2 separate regions of the Mus musculus genome follow, and region 2 is linked to region 1. The links are chromatin contacts, called in public Hi-C maps. All regions are on one chromosome and are shown on one strand. The core of a region is the stretch at or near the end of the contact, and the rest is flanking DNA. Distances in the headings are between cores, read along the strand shown. Region 1 has its middle 42 kb from the start of Gm20742. Region 2 overlaps Themis3 (thymocyte selection associated family member 3).

Region 1 (4,637 bases), core at 403-2,902:
AATTTCTTAATGACACAAGAAGGGACAGAAGGCCTAGAGAACAATTCTTCATTTGTGTCCATGGCAAATTTTTCATGTTGAGAAAGGTCATGTAGGGTATGTGATTCTGTGTGATACTTGGTGTGCTTCCATCCCTTCCTTCTCACTCAATAAACTGCAGGCTCCTACCATAAAAAGGAAAAAGAAAAAAGAAGAAAAAAGTGTTTCCCTAAATAGGGCAGCTCTACAAAGATAGAACAGATACTAAAAATGCCTTTTCCCAATTAGTGGTGGCCAAACACACATGAGAAGATAGCTCAAAGTAACACACACATGTAAAAACACACACACTGTGATGTAAGATTAGTGCCCCAAGCATAATTAGAAACAGACACCAGCACACACTTAAGATTCGATGGGAACAGTATTGACTAGTACATCCATGGCCCCTGAAGGACCCCCAAGGAACAGATTATGGTCTTGCCAGTCTGTGGGACCTGTAGAAGTTGAGGAATCATCTTTGAAACCGTTCATATCTGCCCCCCCCCATCCGCCCACCCACAAGGTACAGGCTCTAGATTCCCAGAGAAAGATGGACATTCTGGACCTCCTCATCAAACGGATAGGGCGGTGGTGAGACCAGAAGTGCGGATTTATGTAATCCGGAGGCAGATGGCTCCTCTACACCTTCTCAGCCATCAGAAATTCGGTTTTTGTTTTTGTTTTTTATACTTCCTCCACAAGTAATAAAAAGAGAGCTATAACCTGATGAGAGTGTACGGTGGTGACAAGGTCAGGTTGTGGGGCTCATCATTCTGGTCCCGGTACAGCCAACCAGCTGGTCCTCCTTCCTGGACATTTGGGTGGCTCCTCAGCCAGCTGGACAGGAGGTTTCTGCCAGCACTGTCTTTCCCAGCGGGAGGGTCAGGAGTGACAACTGTTGTGTGCCCAGACCTGCGCAGATAGCCCGCCCGATGGGAAGTGAGAGGCTGCCCCTTACTGCTGTCCCATTACTGCTGTCCCACGCTGTGCTTTTATCTGGCTCCCACGTCCTCTCACACACATACAAAAATAAACCCCCAAAATCTCGGGTTTTTCTCTTCTCCTTCCTAAACTCAAGACACCGACCTGCGCACTGTGAGCGGAGCTGTCAAGGGCCCTTGCTAGCCAGAGTCTGAAACCCCGTGCCCGTCACTCACCCCCACCCCCACCCCCACCCCCACCCCCGTTCACCGGCCAGGAGCCATCTGTCTTATCTGGCCCGTGTTCGTCCCATATGGTTATTCAATCTTGGGAACTGTTGTGTGCATGTCTTATATTTCTTTCTCTACATTTCTCTGTATTTTTATCTGCCAGACTTAGTCTCGTCCGGCTCTTCTTGAGAATACCCAACTTCTCCCCCAAACCTCTCAAACAACCCCTTTCCTTTTCCCCACCCACCCATGCGCACACTGTTCTGCCTCCCCTGGTTCCACCCTCTCACCCCCAACCCCGTTCCTGCCAAGATCAGACATGCTCAGTCCCTGCCAAGGAGTCTGATACTTCGTGATATGCATGGGGAAGACTGGAGCAGCCTGCTATTTTTGTCAGCACTGGAATCCTACGGGCTTTGGGGGAATCAGTAACCCAGTCACTGTTCACCGCGATACCTCTCCTGAGCCCGGGACGAGCAGACTCACTTTATGACCTGCCTAGAAATCGGTTTACCAGGAACACTAACCCAGCTCGCCTATTGCCTACTTCTAGGTTGTTCTAGGTTGGCCTCAAGAGGGAGCTCTTGGACAATCCCCCCCCCCCCCCCCCCAGCCTTTATCCTTTGACAGTATCCTGTTGGCTGCCCTCTTCCATGGGAAAACACGTTTGCAGGTTAATATTTAACATCCGAGTTTCTCTCAGACCCTGGGGAATCCCAGTTCCATCTTGAGGAATATCAACACCGTGTTCCTTACAGAAGGACGCATGCTGAGGATGGAAGCCCTTGAATAGATAATCAATCTGTGAGAATCTGTACAAATAAAGATGACACGGAATGGAACGATCCCTTTACAGGGTTTAAGTATCTTCCTTAGAGAAAGATAATATATCTAAATAAAGGGCAAAACAAAATGCTCAGAGTAGAGACACCGCTTTAGAAGAAATCAGGGGAAGTTAGGTAAACGGGCCTGCCTGACAGGGAATGAACCTGTGTGATACTCTTTGTCCCGGAGTGAGGTAGGCACCTTTGGTGAAACCCCTCTTATTAATGCTCCTTCAAAGTAGCTTTTCATTTATTTTCATCTAAAATTCTATGGGGCAAACTAGCATGCCCCAGGGGTATGCTCGTTTTTGCTTTAGTATTTTAAACATGGGCTTTATGATCTTAAACAAGCCCAGGCGTGTACTCCTTAATGAGAATGCTTAGGAGTGGGCCGACCCCCACAGGAGTATGTGCGCTCTCCCTGTGCCTTCTTTGGGGGCAGCGCTGTTTTGTGATCAGTCTTTCCCCTGCTTTTGGCCTCCCGTCTGCCGCTTTTGGCTTCTCACTCACCACGCAATTCACCAATCGCTTTTTGTCACAACCTCACTGGGTGCGTTACAGCTATCAGATGGGAACAATCACACCAACCTTATAGGATTGCCACGCAAACGTCACCGTCCTCACAGAAGCCTGGCCCGAGGTTGCTGGGAAATACGCGGAAGCCGTGGGTTTGCCAGTGAAGTGGCGCTCTGAGGCATCTGACCTCTGCCTAAAGCCGGTCTGGGGTATTCCTACAGCACGAGGCTTGTCCATGCCAGCGTAGGGGACCCAGATAAACTACGCATTGTTGTATGAAGAGTGATCTAAAACACGAATCTTCTGGAAATTCTTCTTCTTTTTTTTTCTTTTTCTTTTTCTTTTTCTTTTTGTTTTTCGAGACAGGGTTTCTCTGTATAGGCCTGGCTGTCCTGGAGCTCACTTTGTAGACCAGGCTGGCCTCGAACTCAGAAATCCGCCTGCCTCTGCCTCTGCCTCCCGAGTGCTGGGATTAAAGGCGTGTGCCACCACGCCCAGCTTCTGGAAATTCTTTTTAAAGAATTTCTCTTTAAACGTAGGAAGACTTGGAAATAGAAAAAAAAAAAAAAAACACTTGAGCTCACGAGGAAAGACAAATACATCCGTGCGCACAGTAGGAAGGATCATGGGTAACCTGTGCTCTAACGTTACTCACCTGGAGGCAAGCACGCTCCAATGACTTGGGGGAGAATGGGTTTTCTCAGAGGCACATTCCCCCCTCCGACCACTAGATGGCGCCAAAAGCATGCTAAACCACTGACAATGTGCCTGTCCACCATTTCTGTGGCTCACAGGCTGTCCTGGGGCCAGCGCTGTTCATTGTAAGGTGCATTTCCCACCCCAACAGACATCCCAAAAGACACGCGCGCGCGCGCATGTGTGTATGTGCCTTTCTGTTAAAAAGCTCCATTAGAACTCTTAAATATCCTTGTAAAGCTCAGTCACCTAAGTGCAGTTCATGGCTTCTAGGATTATACTTAACCTGAAAGGGAGGAGGGAGAGTTGGGGGGAGGGGGGAGAATTCAGGAGTTCAAACTAGAAAACATATGGCGTTGCCATCACGTGATCCTGGCTTAATCCAGGCTGCAGTACGACATGACCTCAGCCGGGTCTTTTAATCCCCTTGAGCCTCCCTCCCTACCCTATAAAGGGTGACAGAGTGTTGAGGGGCTCAGCAGAGGGTACAGGTACCAAATAGCTCCTCATACCCTGCTCTCCAGAGCAGGGGATGGACTTCATCTTCTATCCATGCTGGGGAGAGAAAGATGGGTCCCAGCAGGCTTGTAGCGATTGTATTTCCCAGCCTCAGCCAAGATGGCCACGGGGCTAATGGCGCTATCTGTATTAACTCACAGGGCTCCGTATGCAATAAACAGTTACCTCGAATGCTGCCAAGTACATGGTACTTCGAGCAGGAATGTAAGAGTCTGAGCGATGATTATTACCTAGTAAGGGAGAGAGTTCACGGCTTAGTTTTCCTTGAAATGTATTCTCGCTGCGCAGCTCAGGCTGGCCTCAAATTTACTAGGATTACAGGCTTACACCACCAAGTTTCTTGAATGCCTCATCTGTGAGAGGCTCACGGGCAGGCAGAGGCATGACCACAAGCTGAGGCAAGAAACCCCCCCCCAAGTGGTGGCACTATACCTGGGCAAATCCTAGAGAGGAGTCTGGAGGAAGGCTGCCTGCTCCTTTGTGTTGCAGTGCCGACTCTGAAGAGCTCCGAGGAACATCTCGAGCTGGACTTGAGTGCGTGGATTTCCTGTGTCTGCAAGAAGTCATTGAACTGTGCATGCTTTCAGACGCTGCCACCGAAGGACTGGTTGCAGGATTGTGAGGTGCGCTCTTGGAATGAGGATTTGGTATAGGAGGGGGCCTTGGATGCAGGCCTCTCTCACTTGCTGGGAAGTTCAGTGTCACTCTGTGTTGCCCGGGGACTGTAGGACTGCACCTGGGCCTTCTAAATCAGAGCTGGGGACAGACAGGATTTTTCATCAGGCTCTCTCAACCCTAACCTGCTCCTCTCGAGTGCGGTACCTGCGACTGTGCACGATCAATGCCTGGGGTCACGATCAATACCTGGGGTCACCTCGTGTGCTATGGCAAAGGTAAAGGATGCATAGAT
Region 2 (4,771 bases), core at 1,413-3,912, 330 kb after region 1:
TCTATTTCTAGCACCGAGGGCTGAGAAGTCTTAAATCAAGGTGCCAGTAGACTTACTGTCTAATGAGAGACTGCTTCCTGGTTCATAGGTGGTCATTTTTTCCTGATAACTTCACTTGAAAGGCAAGGATACTCTCTAGGCCTCTTTTATAAGGAAACAAATTACTGTCATCAGGACTCTGACTAAACACCTCCTAAAGGCACCACCTCCCATCACCTTGAAGGTTGGAGTTTCAGCATTTGAAGTGGGTGAGGCAATGAAGATTCAGGTCACAGTGGAGACAGGAAAAAAAAAACGATGAAAGAAAAGCCTGAAATGATTGAGAGATGGCATCGGGCTCTGGTTAAAAACCAGCTCTTCCCACCTCCGCATTGTGACCACTTGAACCTGTGATTTCCCTTTGTCTTTCTGTCATTTGGAACAGAAAGGACCCTGGAACCAGCAAGTGCTCAGATCTCAGTTCTGTCTGACATGTTAGCAGTGCCTCACAAAAACCCAGGAGCCGCAGCAACTGCTGTTTAACTCAAGCAAGAAGTGTGGTAGAAACAACCGAATGTTTAGAGAACTAACTCTAGGGAAATGATAAATTTCCTATCATGCTCTCAGGTGGTTTGTTCTCCTGTTTGGTTTCCATATGTAGGCTTTTTTCTTTGGATTTTAAAAATTATTTGATGTATGTATGTATGTATGTATGTATGTATGTATGTATGTATGTATTTTTGAAATAGCTTTTCACTGTGTAGTTCTGGCTGTCCTGGAACTCAATATGTAGACCAGGCTAGCCCCCAACTCACAGAGATCCACCTGCCTGACTGTGCAACTCAAACTGAAGGTATGTGCTGGGTTTCTCTGGTTTTATCGAAGCAAAAACTGATGCTTTTTCTACTAAATGCTCAGGCGACAAACAAAAAACAAACACAGAAGAAAAAACAAGCCCTCTCCCTCCAACAAAGACAAAATTTAAAAACCAAAAACCTAATAGATTGGACCTCAAAACTATGAAAATGTTTTCTGTATCAAAGAATTCTATCAGGAAAGTAGAGAGGCAAGCTGGGTGCAGTGGTGGATGCCTTTAGACCCAGCCAGGGAGCTCTCCCTGAGTTCAGGGCAGCCTGCTCTGTCTACACAGTGAGTTCCAGGACATTCAGGGATATGTACAGGGAGACCCTGTTTCAAACAAAACAGAAACAAAACAAAACAAAACAAAAACAAAACAAAAAACAAAAATAAAATAAAAATACAATCTACAGAATGGGTTGAGAATGTCTAACCATTCACTAAGGGGTCAATAATATATAAAGAACACCACAATCCAACATCAGTGAGGCCATCTGATTAGGAAAGAGTGAAAACGTGGGGACATACTGCTCCCCAGAGTGCACAGATGGCCAAAGCACCCTGAAGAAACAGACATTAGAAAATGCAGGTCAAAAGGGTGGAGTAATAACCACTGCATACCAGTTAGACTGGCTGGGAAAACCACAAATGGGGCTGGAGATGGGGCTCTGTTCTTCCAGAGGTCCTGAGTTCAATTCCTAGCAACCACCTGGTGGCTCATAACCATCTGTAATGGGATCTGATGCCCTCTTCTGGTGTGTCTGAAGACAGCTACAGCATACTCGTATACATGAAATAAATAAGTCTTAAAAAAAAAAGAAAAAGAAACACACACCACACAAACATACATACACACAGACCAAAGACACACTTATACACCTACCCACACACAGTGTACACATAGACACACAGACACACAGACACACACACACACACACACACACACCAAGAAGCACACAGAATGTACCAGTTGTTGGTGAGGATGGGGAGGGATTAATGCTTGTGTTGCTGATGAGAACAAAATGTAATATGGCCACCACCACTGGAAATCAACACAGTGTGGTTCCTCAGATGTTAAACAGTGACTCACCATGTAGTTAGTGATTCTATCTCTAGGTGTGGGAAGGAAGAACTCCAAACGAGACATTGTTTTAAAAATACATTATGCATTATTCAGAGCAGTCAAGACAGGAGAAGTCCAAGAGAGTCTCTTTCCAGAAGAATGGAGCAGGGAACTGGAGTCATAAAGACAGTGGGATGTGTTCCCAGATTGAAAAAAGCTAAAAAAAACAAAAACAAAAACCAACCAAGCAACAACAACAAAAAAACCCCCCAAAAAACCACCCCCCCAAAACCCCAAACCTTCTCTCCCAGATAACATTGTTTCTCAGAATGCATCTATAGAGCTGGTGGATTAGTGGTCGTGGAGGGCAGTGGCTGGGACGAGAGGTTAACAGTTAAGGGAAGAGGAGGACCTCAGGCTGCTAACCAAAATGGCCTGAAACTGATTGAAGGCAGTGATCCCACAGTTGGATTCTACACTGGAAACGAGAGCACCATACTATATGCAGAATGTGCTCTTGCAAAGCTGAAAAACAAACAAGGCAAAAAAACTACAGCAACTACCCGACTCCAGCCATGTTTCTGGAAATACTACTCAGAGGAAACCAGACACTGGGGGAGGGCGGGGAGCATGCTAGTCAGTCAGAGGAGGCTGGAGGTGAGGAAACTGTGTGACCTCCCAGCTCTCGAGGCCTTGTGCTTAGCCTGCTTTCCTCCTCCACACAGAGGCTGGCTGCCAGCTGTCTACATCCTGCTGAATACCCTTCAGCAGAGCGAGTGAGTGAGAGAGTGGAGAATGCAGTGGAAAACACTCTGAGCAGCAAGCAGTCCCTTCTGTCACTGAGCTGCCATCTGAGTCCTAGAAGCTGTTGGCTTGACATCGCTATCCTTGCTACCGGAAGGAGTTACTCAGCTCAGCGAGTGGGAAAAGCCCATCCACAGAACACACAGCATCGGATTCTGTCCACTCCAGAAAACTGGGGAGCTGCTGCTCTGTCCCCGCTACTTTGACCCTTCTGTGTGGTGAGGCAGGAATGGGGACCCTGCAGCCCCAGGTATTGCTGGGTGCCGGCACCCATTTCTCTTTCACTACCATTGGGGTGACGCCTAACCTTTAGCATCTAAAGGACCTTGTAAGGCTTCCCAGGCAGCAGAGAGCATTTATTAAGCACCCAATGAAGCCAGTCACCACCTGTCTTAGTTCGGGTTTTACGGCTGTGAAGAGATACCATCACCAAGGCAACTCTTATAAAGGACAGCATGTATTTGGGGGCTGGGTGACAGGTTCAGAGGTTCAGTGCATTATCATCACGGCAGGAAGCATGGCACTTGAAAGGCAGACATAGTGTTGCAGGAGCGGAGAGTTGTACATCGTGATCTTCAGGCAGCAGAAGGAGACTGTGTATCACACTAGGTGTAGCTTGAACATAGGAGACATTAAAACCCACCCCCACAGTGACATACTTCCTCCAATAAGGCCACACCCACTCCAACAAGGCCACACCTCCTAATAGTGCTATTCCTTATGGGTCAAGCATTCAAACACATGAGTCTGTGGGGGTCATACCCTCCAACCACTACAACACCGTAGTGTGATCTTTTGGTTTCCTTTAATCTGTATCAGCATGGTTTCAGCTGCTAGTCCTCTCTGCTGCAGGCAGGGACTATAAGGCCCCCAAGGCTAAGCAATGTGCTTGTCATCTTGGGTCACACATCACAGACTGAGCTGACATCCAGTTTGCTCTTTGCATTACACATTCCTTTTCCATGACAGCACATCAGCTACGTGGTCTTGGATGGTACAAGGAATTCTCTCGGAAAGCAGGGTGCCAAAGTTTGTGTCCATAAAACATCATTTGGCAGCAAGTGGCCAATGTAAAGATGTAAAGAACACTACCCTTGGCACTCCCCACTGCACAGCAAGCCTGTGATCAGGGAGGCAGAAGGTCAAGGAGAAAGGCAGAACCTCCAGTTGGTGGTCCAAGAGCCAGGGTCACACCTGACCAAGTTAGGAAGAGGTCAAGAGGGAGCCTCGAGCCTTGTCTCCAGGGTGAGCATCTCAGACAGCTCTAACTCACAGAGCAGTTGAAAAGGTATCTTAGGGTTTTACCACTGTGAACAGACACCATGACCAAGACAAGTCTCATAAAGGACATTTAATTGGGTCTGGCTTACAGGTCCAGAGGTTCAGTCCATCAAGGTGGAAGCATGGCTGCATTCTGGCAGGCATGATCCAGGAGGAGCTGAGAATTTTACGTCTTCATCTGAAGGTTGCTAGCAGAATACTGGCTCCCAGGCAGCTAGGGTGAGAGTTTTAAAGCCCATGCCCACAGTGACACACCTATACCAACAAGGCCACACCCCCTAGTAGTGCCACTCCCTGGGCCAAGCATATACAAACCATCACAGAAGGCGTGGATTGAGGCAGTGAGGGTCCATGGCGACCTTGCTTGCCCAGACTGGAGCACCTCAGCCCCGCTGGAGAGGGTGAGGCTACCTCCTCCCTTCCATTGGCTGTCCCAGCAGCCCCACAGTTATGTTGGTGGGGGAGTTTGCTAGCTGTCATTGTTCAAATGGCTCTTCCTTTCTTGGCTGATGGAGGTGGCTGGAGACTCAGCCACTGACTTGTGCTTGTGGTTGGGTCCCCAAGACTCCCTCACACCATGTTACTCATGGTCACTCAGAACTGTAGTGCCAGTACTGCACTATGAAAGCATCCTTCAGGCTGGTGTTCTGGATTTCTTCATGGAAGCAAAGGTGGATACTTTACAGAGATTCCCAGCCTCAGAACTTTGTGCACAGCTGACTTCCCGCCTCTGTCTGGGCAAAGCCTAAACTCCATGCAGTTAAGCCAGGTCCTGTGCATGGACCT

What was found. A called contact is a pair of places that touch in the nucleus more often than the background predicts.
Region 2: a contact with region 1 is called in a Hi-C map of cerebral cortex, with 3 times the contacts expected there. The contact joins two enhancer-like sites. A contact is called at or near these places in 8 of 484 Hi-C or Micro-C datasets (cerebral cortex, cortical neurons, embryonic stem cells and 2 more), 1 of 115 datasets of contacts at active chromatin or transcription factors (pancreatic cancer cells) and 1 of 9 other capture datasets (embryonic stem cells).

Annotation. Positions count from the first base shown.
Region 1 is chr17:66,232,064-66,236,700 of GRCm38.p6, forward strand. No RefSeq gene overlaps it. Among named protein-coding and RNA genes, the nearest start is that of Gm20742, 42 kb to the left of the region's middle. Within about 2 kb of position 1,653, at least 36 of the 459 cell types and tissues checked have an H3K27ac peak or open chromatin away from gene starts, as enhancers often do. A contact at or near this core is called in cerebral cortex, where this site is marked.
Region 2 is chr17:66,561,784-66,566,554 of GRCm38.p6, forward strand. The region is part of intron 2 of Themis3 (thymocyte selection associated family member 3); the gene reads right to left. Among named protein-coding and RNA genes, the nearest start is that of Themis3, 30 kb to the right of the region's middle. Within about 2 kb of position 2,663, at least 17 of the 459 cell types and tissues checked have an H3K27ac peak or open chromatin away from gene starts, as enhancers often do. A contact at or near this core is called in cerebral cortex, where this site is marked.